Linked DNA regions of Zea mays: region 2 is linked to region 1. A link is a contact called in public Hi-C data. All regions are on one chromosome and are shown on one strand. Each heading gives the region's core, a stretch centred on a gene start, on an enhancer-like site or on the middle of the called end of the contact. The rest is flanking DNA. Distances are from core to core; before and after follow the strand shown. Region 1 has its middle 5.8 kb from the start of LOC103629050. Region 2 overlaps LOC100273114 (putative calmodulin-binding family protein).

Evidence for each region. A called contact is a pair of places that touch in the nucleus more often than the background predicts.
Region 2: a Hi-C map of tassel shows a contact between it and region 1, with 2.4 times the contacts expected there. The contact joins two enhancer-like sites. A contact is called at or near these places in 3 of 25 Hi-C or Micro-C datasets (ear, endosperm and tassel).

The regions. Positions count from the first base shown.
Region 1 is chr6:18,839,860-18,847,146 of Zm-B73-REFERENCE-NAM-5.0, reverse strand. No RefSeq gene overlaps it. Among protein-coding and RNA genes, the nearest start is that of LOC103629050, 5.8 kb to the left of the region's middle. Within about 2 kb of position 3,661, at least 12 of the 20 cell types and tissues checked have an H3K27ac peak or open chromatin away from gene starts, as enhancers often do. A contact at or near this core is called in ear and tassel, where this site is marked.
Region 2 is chr6:19,280,240-19,288,091 of Zm-B73-REFERENCE-NAM-5.0, reverse strand. It overlaps LOC100273114 (putative calmodulin-binding family protein), which reads right to left. Exons shown (of 9, transcript NM_001147563.1): 6 at 5,426-5,572; 7 at 5,210-5,302; 8 at 4,645-4,746; 9 at 3,850-4,554. The coding sequence ends at 4,066. Among protein-coding and RNA genes, the nearest start is that of LOC100273114, 10 kb to the right of the region's middle. Within about 2 kb of position 2,686, at least 15 of the 20 cell types and tissues checked have an H3K27ac peak or open chromatin away from gene starts, as enhancers often do. A contact at or near this core is called in ear and tassel, where this site is marked.

The DNA of each region.
Region 1 (7,287 bases), core at 2,412-4,911:
ATATATATATATATATATATATATATTGGGCCACACCTCAAATTTTGTGTGTCCTCCGCCACTGCCCATGATCTGTACTTCTGACAGTCCTCGTCATCATATCTTCGACCATCTGATTTGCGCCAGGCGCGGGACTAGCGAGGGTCAAGTGAGGAGGAGCAACCCCATCGCCGCCATTCCGCCATCAACAAGGGCAATGAACCAGTTCGTGCTGCTGGGACCTGCGAGTGGGAAGCAACAGCAGGTAAGATTGCTTTGCTTGAGATCCAGTCGCCCGACTAATGGCGATTAGCAGTCATACTTACCGGTCCCATCCCACCCACCCGATTAGCTCGACTAGGTTTCTAGGATCCTAGTCGTCTGACTAGCAGTCGACTTATCGAGATCAGTCGACCTGCACGTTGGGTTGAGCTGCCGGTTGACGTACGATATTGGGCTGCCAGTTAGTCCCATTTGTTTCAGTTATTAATCTATTCACAACTGGCTTACTGGCTTGCTCTTGCTCTCGTCGCTGCGTGATGCTCTGCTTCTGCTCACACTACGACACTAATTGATTGCTTCATTACGAGCTCATGCTTCACTGCTTGCTTTCTTTTTAATGGTGATGAATGCTATGTATAGCACATACAGCTTCATACAGGTATACTACATGTAGCACATACAGCTTCATACAGCTATACTACATATAGCACATACACCCTTGTACGATGGCATGAAGGCAGGACTAGACTACCAACTAGGTTCGATTAGTTGTCCCACCAGTCCCCTTACATTAGTATTGACTAGGCGACTTGATACCGTTATCTGAGGCTCACCTGGGCCCAACACAATGTCACTTGCATGTGTTAACTTCACCTCAGCCACCCTGCGTGTGTTAAGTTCCATTTTCAACAGAGCTATGCGCAATAAGGTCTGCAGCTCTGTTAAAGTTTCATTTTCTTGCTCCTTTGGATTACTGCATCAATTCTGAAGAAGCATGTGTTCGATACAACACATAACAATATACGACATGGATATTTTGAGTCTAATACTGCATTTTTTTAATAGTACCATTAAAGCTACATTTGTAAGATTAAGATGTTTTTCTGCTCCTTAAGTTTTCATCCCTGCCATTGATCTCTGATGGTTAGTGCCATAGGTTTCCAACATAGTATATCATGTCTGATAAGCAACTCCCCTCCATCAGGTTATGCCACCACCACCATGGAGTGTTGTCACAACTTATAATCGAGTAATTAAGCGGCATGGCTGCGAACACAGAATAGAAATCTCGATATTCACCACAAGGGCAACAATCAAGTATTTTGCTCTTTACCCTTCTGTCTCGAAACTAAGTAATTTTTTTATTCCTTCTTGAATTGAGTAGGTAATTTTACTTCTGGCAGGTTGTGCCAATGAAAAAAATCATGCACTATATGATAATTCAATTAAAGTTGTTATAATCAAGTCAAATGAGATCGGTAATCTTATAGGCTTGTTTGATTTGAGAAAACATTTATTCAGCCTCACCTTCACATGACATGACCAAATATTATTGTGTATTTTTTTTTGGTTGATATCATAGCCGGTTTGTAACCTTGTCAAAATTCAGAACTAGGGTTCTGAATGTAATACCACACAGATTCACATTGGTTATCTTTACAAGGCTTTGAAATTAAAAAAAAAACTATGGTTAGCTGATTTAACTCAGCTTGTATGATGTGTTCAGCAGTTTGATGCGAAATTATGTTGAACTAAATTATGATTCAGTAAATCTTCTTTATTGCACACTTGTGACTAGCTTATTCTACAATATAGGGAAATACTGAGGAGAGCAAGAACAAAGGAATTTGACATTAACATTTCTACAGTATTGCTCTTCTAGCAATGCTTCTTTAAAACTACTAAAATTTGTCACTTAGTCAGGAATAACTGTTCAATTCTAACTAGAAGATGCAATGCTGCCATTGATATTGCTCACTGGATTTGAATGATTCTCAAATACAAGAATTGTCTTTGTTTTCTTCTTATTTGCAATATACATGCTGTAGAGTTTATTGGATCCTTGCATCGCTGCCTCCATGGGAGCAAGGGGAGACCACCGGTGGAAGCACACCGATTAGTTATAGCCAGGTGATTGGCAGTTTGGCACACCCTTCCTGTTTATCTACTACTTAAAACTTGCTTCATATATTAAGTCTGAGTTACTGGATTTGATTAGGCAAAATATTTCTTAACAACCAGCTAGATAGGGACTGGAACTATTCCAGAATACATTCCAAACCATGACAGTCAGCCTGTAAAGATGTAGCACTCATTACTCACAGTTCAGCTAACAAAAAAAATGGAGAATTCTGACAAATTCTTGTGATTTGTATTTTCAACGGTATTTCTGTCTTTGAAGCAGTAAAAATACATTATTTAAAAAAATGCACAACAGGAGCATCATATAGCACATGATACTCAGATACATACAAGGATTTTTTTTAAAAAAAAAAATTTACCTTCCTAGATCCAACGAGGCGCCTGCGTTAGTATTGGAGCCGCACTTTTGGTTTCATTCTCAGAAGTCACAACATGACAAGGTTCTTTCTGTGATTGGAGTCTAGTTTGCAACTTTTGGAGTGGTCACTGAGTGGTGAACAAATGAGATTGAGGCGGTAACGATAGTGAGCAGGAGGAGAACCTTCAGCACGATGGCGAGGCAGGCGGCATGGAGTGGGGACACAGCTCTCATTGCTATGACCATCATCAGATAGAGTCCGAGAAGTACAGTGGAGAAGAAGATGAAGCCAGCCAGCTGCGGTGACCGGCCGTACCATGTAGGAGTCGTATCCCATGATCCCGGTTACCAGGCCACCACAAGTGGCAATGCCGTTTGATATGTCGAATAAATGGTTCAAGTAATGATTCTCTTGATCGCCGATGTCGCCTTGTGTATTGCCATCATTGGTGGTGAAGGTGGGCAGCACATACTTCTTTACTGAATGCTGAAACTTTGGTTGAAGGAGAGTGACAACAAGGATCAGGCACACCACGAGGAAGATGGCGAAGGCGTAGCATCCGTTGAATGGGACAGTCAGAAGGCACAATGCCACTTGTAGGAGGAGGCATGAGATGCAGACCAAGGCATTGCCCCAATCAGGCGGATTTATGTAGAGTACTCCATTGATGATGAAGAAGACAATAATATCAACCACAAACAGTATCTTGATGGTGATTGATGTTAGTGAAGAAAGATTCATGTATGCGGAAAACAACATGGCGCAAGCGAACAACAGGGCCTTCAGAGTGTAGTTGGGCCAACTTTTCTTTCGATGTTCGAGCTGAACCACTGCGGTACCATTGCCATACATCACCTGCATTTTTTTTTGGGAAAAAAACAATTTTATTAGTCTTAGATATGTTGAGACCAATCGACAACTATGTACGACTTTATTTAATCCATAATTTCATATTACTCCATCCGTCACGAAATAAATTAATTGTTAGAACCAACTTTAAGTCAAATTATTTTTAAGTTTTACCAAATTTATATTAAGTGGTTACAATATTTTATGTATAAAAAAACTATGAATTTTTTTCTATGTAAAAAAATCGCACAGGAGTCAGACGTCTGGATCTGGAGTGCACATGCTCTGGCCCGAAACGGATTTAGCAGCTTCAGCGATTGGCAGGCCCTCGTACATGATTTCCTTGACTTGAGCGATCTTGCTGGACCGCTCGTTGCTTTGCACCTTCTGTTGGACCTGGGCCCAAACCGAAAAATGGAAAGAAAACAGCTGGAATTATTTTTTTAATGTCAGCTGGAATTAATATATCCGGCTATATAAATGTCAGCTGGAATTATTGATTTTACAATACATCAAAATCAGTATGGACCGTCTATCTTTTTTTTTGTCTAATCCATAGTTTCATATTAGTTATTAGCACTTAATATCCTCAAGTATTGCCACTAGGGTATGGCGGCATGCCAAGGCAGACAGTCCTTTTAAACAAAATTTATTACTACTCCCTCTGTCTCAAAAATAAAGAAAGTCTCGTTTTCCAAGGAGTCAAACAATCCTAAATTGGAGTAGATTAAAAAAATAGTATCACCATTTTATCTTTATATTGCACCGGGGCTAATAGGTTTTTTTAGTTGTACCCATCTGGTAGGTTTTTAGTTGGAGTACCCATCTGGGAACCACACAATAGTTTAAGTACCTAGCTGGTAGGTTTTTTAGTTGGAATACTTATTTGGGAACCACACAATAGTTTAAGTACCTACGGTACAATTTACTCTAAGTTTATTATAAAGTTATATTTTATATTAATCTAATAATGTTTATTATACATCATGAGTATATATTCCATTAAACCCGACATTGTTTGGCTTGTTTTTTTTTGGAGCGGAGAGAGTTTTTGTCATATAAATAGTGAAAGGAAAATGGCCTTAACCATTTTCTATGAATGATTTTGGTGCTTGATGACCATCACAACCAAATGGACTAACTGGTTTGTCTAGTCTTTGATTCACAGATGCATAAGTCCACTCAACTCAGTTCTAAGTCAGAAATAGCTCAAAACCAACCTTAGAGGGGTAAATCTTGGAAAACATAAAGATCATCCAGTTTCACACCTTGGATAAGTTACACATACCCTAAGAACCTATTTGATACATCAAGACTGGTTGGAAAGCTCAATTTCGAAGAATCAACCTTTTGGAGCTAGTTTGAGCAAAATCAAAGTCACAAGTTGGAGAAAAGAAAGAGTTCAAGAATTGGGACTTAGACCAGTTGGACAGTCAGCAAATATGATTGTCTAAGTCCTAAGATCATCCTCAAAGAAGGCCAAATTAAATTGAAGAAGCCTAGAAGAAAAGATGGATTTTGGAGTCCTGACAGAGGGGCACCGGACTGTCCGGTGGGTGCCCAAAAACAGATCAGAAGAAAGCCCGAGAAGTCTCCTGCGCTGAGGAAAGCATCGGACTGTCCAGTGTTCACCGGACTGTCCGGTGGGAATTATAGCAACAGCCAACCGAACTTCTCACCTTCGGGAAAATCTTCAGCAGAGGGCACCGGACTGTCCGGTGTGCACCGGACAGTCTGACGAGAGCTGTAACGGACACCTGCAAGCGACCAGAACGGCTTCCTGCTGTCAGAACGGCTTCTGACAGCAGCACTGTGCACTGTCCGGTGTGCACCGGACATACACTGTAGAGTGTCCGGTGCACCACCCGACAGAAAGTTATGGCTTTCTCTCCAACGGCCATTTGAGTGGTTGGGGGCTATAAATACCCCCCAACCAGCTCATTCAATACACAAGACCTACTCCCACCTTCCATACTTCAAGTGCAACATCTCCAAGTATTCGCAATTCCCGCGCCGCATTTGATCATTTTGAGTTTGAGTGACTTAGCGGCTAGAGCATTTGAGTATTGCAAGGTCTTGTGATCATTTGAGCTTTGATTGTTCTCTCTTTCTCTCGCTCTTATTCTCTCAATTGTAAAGTGAGGCAAGAGGCTCCGGAACTTCGTGTGGAGGCCCTTGCGGGACTTGGTGTCCCCGAGATAGTGAAGCAAAAGCTCAACCGGTCTTCGTGACTGGTTGAGAGAGGGAAGGGTTGAAAGAGACCCGGTCTTTGTGACCTCCTCAATGGGGACGTACATCCTTCGGGGTGGAACCTTGGGAAACAAATCGCCGTGTTCATTTGTGTCAATCAATACTTTGCGATTTGCTTCTTCTATCTACCCTCTCTCTAGTTCTCTTGCCCGTGATCATTTTTGAGTTGGCTCCCAAAGTTATCCGTATTGATTGAGCAATTCTTGGCAAGACGAACATTCTTCCGCACTCTGATTATACTTATTCTCGTTCTAACCCTAACCTCAGATCAAGTTTGTGTTCAAAGTTTGTAATTTTTAGGTTTCGCCTATTCACCCCCTCTAGGCGACTTTCAATTGGTATCAGAGCCCGGCACTTCATTAGAGTCTAACAACTCGAAGTGATGTGGGTGAACACGCCAAGAACGAGAAGGCGACGTCGGGGGAGAAGATCGAGCCTTCGGGTGCCAAGCACGAACGCAAGACTTCATCAAGAGAGAAAGATCCATCCGGCGACAAGCACAAGCATGAGGAGCGAAAGGAAGAATCCGCCGGCTCCACCAAGTCGCACAAGAAAGATGGCAAGAAGAAAAAGAAGTTGAGAAAGGTGGTCTACTACGAGACCGACTCCTCCGCGCCATCGACATCGGACGCCGAGTCAATCTCCTCCAAGCATCACAAGGATAAAAAGAGTAACAAAATTCCTTTTCATTACCCTCGCATTTCTAGACATGCCAATCTCATTTCCATTCCCTTAGGCAAGCCACCATATTTTGATGGTGAAGACTATTCTATGTGGAGTGATAAAATGAGGAACCATCTAACCTCACTCCACGAAAGTATTTGGGATATTGTTGAGTTTGGTGTCCAGGGTCCACAGGTTGGAGAAGAAGGCTATGACTCGGATGACGCCGCACAAATCCGGCGATTCAACTCTCAAGCCACCACCATCCTCCTCGCCTCATTATGTCGAGAGGAGTACAACAAGGTGCAAGGCTTGAAAAGCGCCAAGGAAATATGGGATGTCCTCAAAATGGCGCATGAAGGTGACCGCGTCACCAAGATCACCAAGAGAGAAACGATCGGGGGAGAACTCGGTCGGTTTACTCTCAACAAAGGAGAAGAGCCACAAGCAATGTACAACCGGCTCAAGAAGATGGTGAACCAAGTCCGCAACCTCGGGAGCACCAAGTGGGACGATGAAAGGGAAATGTGCCCTTGGGCCATTTCTAAGTGTTTTGGTGATTAAGTGCCCAACACATCACTTTGAACTAACATGCCTTCTATGAGTATGAACATAGGTATAAAGAAAGCAAATTGAAGTGATCAAGTCCAAATGAGGTGAAATGGAGGACTAAAATGCAACTTGTTCAAAATCAATATGGAAATGGGGTTTGAGTATCTGGATAAGTTACATACACCCTCACCTATATTTTTCAGCACTTTGTTTTAGCTACTGACCTTGTTGTGCAAAGAAAGTGCATTTTGGACTTGAGATGGAGCATATTGCAAAACCTTTGGAGAGATGGATAAAGGTAACTCAACAAGTCGAGCAAAATTGAAGAAAACAAGTTTGGCAAAGGTTGGCCAAATTTGGCCAAGTCTGGACAGCACCGGACTGTCCGGTGCCCTGCCCGATCAATGGTCAACTCGAGGGTCAACTCAGCGGCCGTACTGACCGCTCTCGGGAAAAGAGCCAGGCGACGTGGCTATAATTCACCGGACTA
Region 2 (7,852 bases), core at 1,437-3,936, 440 kb before region 1:
GATTTTCGAAGGACTTCGAAAACCGCCAGACCCCAGAAGCGGCCACTCCTCCTCAACCACCGGCGGCCGAAAAGGCGAAACGCACCAACCTCCGCCAAAACTAGATCTCACCGAAGACGGGAGAGACCAGAGGTGCGAGAGAAAGGCGGCGCAGTGAGGAAAAGAATACGCACCAACAAAATCCGGAGGAAACCCTAACGATGGAGAGGGGTTTACGGGCGGAGAAGACAGCGAACGAGACGACTCACGCGTGAGGGGAAGCAGGCGAGAAGGGAGCGGCGTGACGCCTTGATTCCATCCGATCCAAGAAGGACGCCAATCCAGGGACCGCTTCGGCGCCTGAGCCGGGATACTGTATCCCTGGGCCAAGGAGAGGCACGAAGGAAGCGGCCCAACAGCAGGAGACCGCGCCACACGACACTGCGAACCAAGCGAAGGGGAGGGAAGGGCGCTGGAGGAAGAAGAACCGGCCCAGGGGACCGAGCGCCATTTTTTCTTTTTCCCCTTACGACTCATCCTCCCCCTGTTTCGAATGGGAATAGAATCTAGGTCCCGGAATTTACAGAATACACCCTGAACTTATTTAAAAATATATCTAGTCGTCCAACAGTAATTAAATATTGGTAAATTGAATATATAAATCAATTTTTAGTATGAAAATAATTGCTAAAACTTGTTTAATTTACATCTTCCACGTTTTAGCTCCGATTTTAGTGGTTCTCGAACCCACGGTCTCGTCTCGACGCGTAGAATATTCTTATGCAGTTTGTTCTCATGTTTGATGTAATGTTATTTTTGTTCATTGTTTGCCTATATATATGTTTTGCTACGATAGAAGCGAGGTTACGACAAGGAACCTGAAGATCAAATTGGAGAAGTACCTGGAGTTTGCACCAAAAAGGCAAGTTGTGTCCTTGATCACATTCTTTAACCTAATAATGTTCATTATTCTTAATCACCGTGACACTGTTAGGTTAAGCTGATGGGACCTAATAGGTTACCTAGATTTGTTTACCCTGCACCTTGTGTACAAATGAATTATTGGGTAGTCTTGCTAGTGCTCTACCTGGTTTTTGGGCTAATGATACTATGATTCATGACCATGTTCCAATATGATTTATTATTGTTGGTTATCTATTATTGTTCATGATAAGATCATTTTGTTAACTGGAACATGGAGAACCACCCGAGAAAACAGTGCTACCATAGGGGTGGAATGGGACGCCCTTGGCTAACTAATTAGGAAAGCTAGTGGAGGACTACCTTACCCGAAAGGGGCAAGGGCGGTAGAGGAGTTGCCGGTATAGGGAGGTTCTCGGGTCAATCATGCTGCGATGGCTTTTTGGACGAGGGATTCCTGTATCGCTCTTCTCATGAAACTGTAGCGGGTTTTCTGAAGCTAGTGGAACTTTGTAAAGGCCTCGTAGTGATACCCTGCCTCGTCTCCTCGGTAGAGATGTATGGGATTCATGACCCCGTGGCAAATGGGTAACACGACTTGTGGGTTAAGATGTGCAACCTCTGCAGAGTATAAAACTGGTATATCAGCCATGCTCACGGTCAAGAGCGGCTCGGACCCTCACATGAGTAAATTATGGAACTAAACTCAATTTGACATGCATTGCATTGCATTGTGGGATTTATTACTAATTGTGATCAATTATTTAACTGGGATGGTATATACTTATACTTAGTAACTGCTAATAAAATTTTGACCAACTTATTAAAAGCAATGCTCAGCCTTAATCATTCTCTTTGGTAAGCCTTACACTACACTATTTCCCACAACTTGTTGAGCGATGACCGTATGGGAGCTCACCCTTGCTAAACTCCCCAGGTTAAGAACAGGTGCATCCAGAAGTGGAGGAAGACTCTGATGAAGATGAGTTTGGAGAGATCTAGGCCATCGTCTCCCAGTCAACTAGGGATTGTGGAGGATCGTCGTCGCCATATGGTGTAATATCTTTTAGTTATTTTGTACAGAATTTCTATTAAGTAATAAAGATATGACATTGATTTCTGTACCATGAGTCATCATATGTGTGAGACTTGATCCCGTCACGCATTTGATTCGCGCCCGGGTTTGCCCCTAAATCCGGGTGTGACACTAATGATACGAGGTGCTGGGCTGCCGGGGCAGCAATGAGTCCGTCTGGCCGGAGGCGTGGGCTGTGGCGCGTCGTCGACCGACCGATCGCTGAGACACCTTTAGATGGTCTCCGGTAGACTGGGTAAAATAGGGGACGCGAGACTGTTTAACACTGTTTGCAGAGTGAAGTTTGAAATAGGAGATGAGATGGGGAATGTGATAAGGAATCTGCTGGAGATAGCCTTACCTGGTCTGCTCAGGCTCTCTACTACGTAAAAGGAAAAAGATGAGGAGCATGGATTCACCAAAGATGTAAAGAAGTACTGTAACTAAAGATGCTGGCTGCTGCATACTGCAAAAGACCACATACCAGCTGGGTATAAAGGAGTAAAGTGCTGCATAAAGGGCTCGGGAACTGCAGTTACAATGATCGTGCTACGTGACGTGACATAAAATGCATGCGAGTCGGTGTTCTACCGTTGACGCAGGGACGAAAGACGCAGACGCAGACGCAGATCCAAAGCCATATACTACACCGTGATTGCATCTTCCTTTCCCTGTAGCCTGTAGCCTGTAGGGTAACCAGAATTCAGTTGCCGCCTTAACGTGACCCCCCCAAAGAGCAAGCCCAGCAACGTACTAGTAGGCCTCATCCTTGTTGGGCTGGTCTCAGCCTGAAACGCCATTGCTGAGCCCGGCCCAACCCATTAATTTTCGCCTCCCGATCGCAATGTTTGGTTTCTCGTGTCGAATGGTAAGGATCAGATATACCCCGTATATGATACCTAAGAGTTTCTCAAAAAAAAAAAAAAAGATACGATACCTAAGAAACATAATGATGCAGGCATGATTAGTTTTCTATCTCACTATATTAATTTTGTGACATAAATATTAGTTTTTCCCTAGAAAATTCGATAAAAAAAAAACTCGGGTTGCGGGATAGACGCCCCCGAGCTATTTTAATTTAGGACTAGTTTGGGAACACCATTTTTCCAAGGGATTTTCAATTTTCCAAGGGAAATTAGTTCTATTTTCCCTTGGGAAAATAGAAATCCCTTGGGAAAATGGAGTTACCAAACTAGCCCGAGAAAACCCCCAGCGCTATCTCCGCCCGCACATGATCAAACTACACAATTTTACTCTGGACAACTTCGAGGCTAATTTATTCATAAATGGGGTCATGAAGAGATAATTGGCGTGAAAGTTGAGGTTCTAAGTTATCTTTTTTAATAATGGCAAGGTAAATTTATGGTTACTTTATTATTCACAACGCAAAGTTTAGGCCTATGTGGTTAGTTTAAGTTATTTCAGTAAAGAAAAGTGGATAGTTTAGACATGAATCCTGAGTCCACCAAAATGATGGACGGATGTTTCAGTTTTAGCGAGAATGTTAAGGAGTTGTCTCAAAGAAAATGTATAATTAGTTCATGAGAAATAACATCAAGGCTCACGTGTCCCTGATTATAATAGATTAATAGTAAGACTGCTCAATTATGAGACCTGACAACTTTTCCAATTACAAAAGGATATAGTATCAAGCTTTGCTGTAGAACAAGCTTTGCTGTCAACACTTTTGTTCTCCCTAAAATTAGTCATATCTTTAGCATATACTTATGGTGATCTTGTCTGACTGTAGTATCAAGCACACTATCAAGTGAGTTCTGCACTAAAACTATTTTTGCTACAACTTGACAACATATTTGGAATGCAATAAATTTTATGAAATCATACAAGAATTTCATAGAAATCAGTTCAATTTTCACAAGAAAAGTACAGGATTATGAAGAAACCCTGCATTCCAATTGGGTCCTAAATTGATAAGTTGTCATATTTGGTGGACTTCGCCACACTAAAAAGGAAAAGAACCGAACAAGCTAACAACATAAGTTTTTCAGTACACAACACAATGACAATGCAACATTACCACTACAATTATCCAATAGCCGAACTGCATAGGTTTCATGTTATCAAGTGCATTAGTTGGCCTGTGCACGTTTCACAAGATCTTCTAGCCTCCTATCTGGGTCGTGACATTCTTGAGCTTCTGCGAGCAACGATGAATGTGGTATCGTTGATGCCCCTGTTAACAAGTGTACCATTTCAAGAGCTTGCATTCTAAGCTTTGTTGGATAATCCTTCACACATCCAATTCTGGGCCCAGCTCCAGTGCTCCATTTGAGGGATAACTTGAGGCCAAGCTGATAAGATTCAGTCTCACTCTTGGATTTAATCCTCTCAAGAATTGCCTTCTGGGGGACATCAGTGCCTTTGGGGTTGTGCAGACCACCTGATAAGGTTCTATGATATGTTACCTTTGCTCGTTCTATTGGAGCATCCTTTCCTTCATCGCCTTCCTTTGTGTCTGAAGAGAGAATCAATTGTGGAGGATTGGTACCAACAATGATGTTTTGTGTTTCATTAGGCATTGAATCATTATGGTAGTCTCCTTTCTTGAATGGTCGCATCTGAATAACCAAAATCAGCACCATATATATAATAAAACCATCTAGGCGGACATGTATAGGTAAGTCAAAGTTATGGTTGCATTGGTGTACCTCAATTTCTTTGAGATTAACTCCATTTTCTTCTAGAAATTTCATGAAATTATTGAGATCCTCTGTGCTTGGTTTGTAGTGACCACTATATGCCCAGATAGACTGATCAAGATAAGATAGTAAAAATAATCAGAATTGGACATGTAAATAAACACAAGGACAAGGAAAATATGAAAAATAATATTATCATTTTCTCCTGGCCGAAAAGGAAATAGGGAAAAAAATGCAGATGTTCTATTGTTCATTAGCTTGATAAGTAGCTAATCAAAAAGTACAGTAAGAAATATACCCACATATCTTTATGCTATTCTAACTCTAGAAATCACATCATGTATTTTTAGAAAATTCACTAAACTTAGGTAAATATTGCATATAACCTAGAAAATGTATAAATAGATGTGAAATCAAGGAATAACTAGGAAAGAAATACTAGGATGGGAGGGAGGGCGGATAGCACTATGTTACATATAACAATATGATAGCAGTAAAGTTTCTTGAACCAAGAATTAATTATATCACAATAAAATACCAGTTTTCATAGGGCATTATTGTAGAACAATACTACCTTGATTACTCCAGCTTTTACAGTAAACTTCCCAGCCGCTATGGTTGCACCTCCTGACAGAAAGCTGGAGTGTTGAAATACACCTTTCTCCTTCTGGATGAATAAATTAGGTTACATAGATATATAGAGATCCAAATCATAAGCTAAAACAATATGATTAAAGACTATTTCTTAGCAATGTGCGCATGGAAGTCCTTGTAAAAGTAGACAATCTACCTTGCCAGCATAAAGTCTTCTTGCTGTGCTCATGACAAAAATCCAATAAGCATCTTTAGGACCCTTGCTTGTATCAAGTGGTTCTCCAGATTGCTTATGGATAACCTTTCCCTCGTTAATAATGTATTCATAGAGCTCACGTTCTTTCTGCAAAACATTTTCGAAATATATGAACTTACAACCAGTTGCCAGTAGGTTTACTATAAACAAAATGAAGATTTGGAATTCACTTTTCTAGTTCTTGGTATTGTGTTGTTTTTGAACTCGAATGTTTTTATATTTGTCATGATACGTACGGCCAAGATATGCCCAATTATATTCATGTTTCTTGTGTAACAACAATCGAGACTTGATGTCTTTTAAATTGCAGCTTGTATACAATATAATATAATAGTAATAACAATATTAAAAAAACCAACAAAAGTTTGTAGAGCATGAGATATTTTTTTATTGATGACTTATGTCTATACTAAGTATTGGAATGTGAACCCATAACCCTAACAGGGGTTGGGTGATATATTAATAGACTGAGTGAACTGGGCCAGGCCCATTACAGAGGGGTGAGAAGGTCATTACACGAGGAAGACTCCAAACCCTAAACGGGTATTCTAACACCCCCCCGCAGTCACAACTCTATCCTGTACAGATGTTGAGACTGGATCGAAAGTCTAAAAATACACTCGACGGTAACCCCTTGGTGAAGATGTCGGCGAACTGCAGCGTGGTGGGGACGCTGAGAACCCGAACGTCACCGGCAGCGACACGTTCGCGGACGAAGTGCAGGTCGATCTCCACGTGTTTCGTGCGCTGATGCTGCACGGGGTTGGTGGAGAGGTAGACCGCGCTGACGTTGTCGCAGTAGACGAGGGTGGCACGCTGGAGGGGACTGTGGAGCTCGTGGAGGAGCTGGCGCAGCCAGGAGGCCTCTGCCACGCCGTTGGCCACGGCACGGTACTCGGCCTCAGCGCTGGAGCGAGAGACGACGGGCTGACGCTTGGCGGCCCAAGAGACGAGGTTGGCGCCCAGGAACACGGCGTAACCGGAGGTGGACCGGCGCGTGTCGGGACAGCCAGCCCAGTCAGCGTCGGTGTAGACCACGAGCTCCGACGTCGGGGATGGTCGGAGGAGGAGGCCGTAGTCGAGCGAGCCGCGGAGGTAGCGTAGAATCCGCTTGAGCGCGGTGAGATGGGGCTCCCGCGGGGTGTGCATATGCAGACACACCTGCTGGACGGCGTATGCGATGTCGGGCCTGGAGAAGGTGAGGTACTGGAGCGCGCCGGTCAGGCTCCGGTAGGACGTCGCGTCGGCGACCGGAGGCCCGTCGTCCTCAGAGAGCTTTGCCTGGGTGTCGACAGGCGTGGAGCAAGGCTTGCAGTCAGACATGCCAGCCCGCTCCAGGATGTCGATGGCGTACTGGCGCTGGTGGAGGAAGAGACCCTGAGGCCGGCGTTCGGCGGTGATGCCGAGGAAGTGGTGTAGGGGCCCCAGGTCCTTCATGGCGAATTCCCGCTGAAGGGCGACGATCGTGCGGTGAAGAAGGTCGGCGGTGGATGCCGTGAGCACAATGTCGTCGACATAGAGCAGGAGGTAGACGGTGTCGTCGCCGCGCCGGTAGATGAACAGGGACGTGTCCGACTTGGCCTCGACGAAGCCGATGGAGGCCAGGTAGGAGGCGAAGCGACTGTACCATGCCCGGGGCGCCTGCTTGAGGCCGTACAGGGACCGGTTCAGCCGACAGACCAGATCCGGACGGTCAGCGTCGACAAAGCCGGTGGGCTGGGTGCAGTAGACAGTCTCCGTCAGAGTGCCATGGAGGAAGGCATTCTTGACGTCGAGCTGGTGGATCGCCCAGTCGCGGGAGAGGGCGAGGGAGAGGACGGCGCGAACAGTGGCGAACTTGACGACGGGGCTGAAGGTCTCGTCGTAGTCCACTCCGGGGCGCTGGGTGAAGCCCCGAAGGACCCAACGGGCCTTGTAGCGGTCGAGGGAGCCGTCCGAGGTCAGCTTGTGGCGAAATAGCCACTTGCCGGTGACCACGTTGGTGCCTGGTGGACGCGGCACCAGGTCCCAGGTGTGGTTGGCCAAGAGGGCCGCGTACTCCTCCTCCATAGCACGACGCCAATGTGGGTCGGCGAGGGCAGCGCGTACGGAGGAGGGCACAGGGGATGCGTCCGGAGGAGTGCAGGTCGTATCCGCTGCTAGGACCAGCCGGTCGACGGGGCGAAGAACGCCAGCGGCGCGCCGAGTCACCATCGGGTGGACGTGCCCGGGGTCGCGGTGGATGGCGACCGGGTGGTACACTGACGACTCGGGGCGGGCCGCCGGAACGTCGGGAGCGGCGGGTGTGACCGGCTCGCGGCGGTGGTAGACGACGGCAGGGTCGGCAAAGCGGGCCGTGCTCGTCGACGGGCCCGAGTCGGCAGGCGC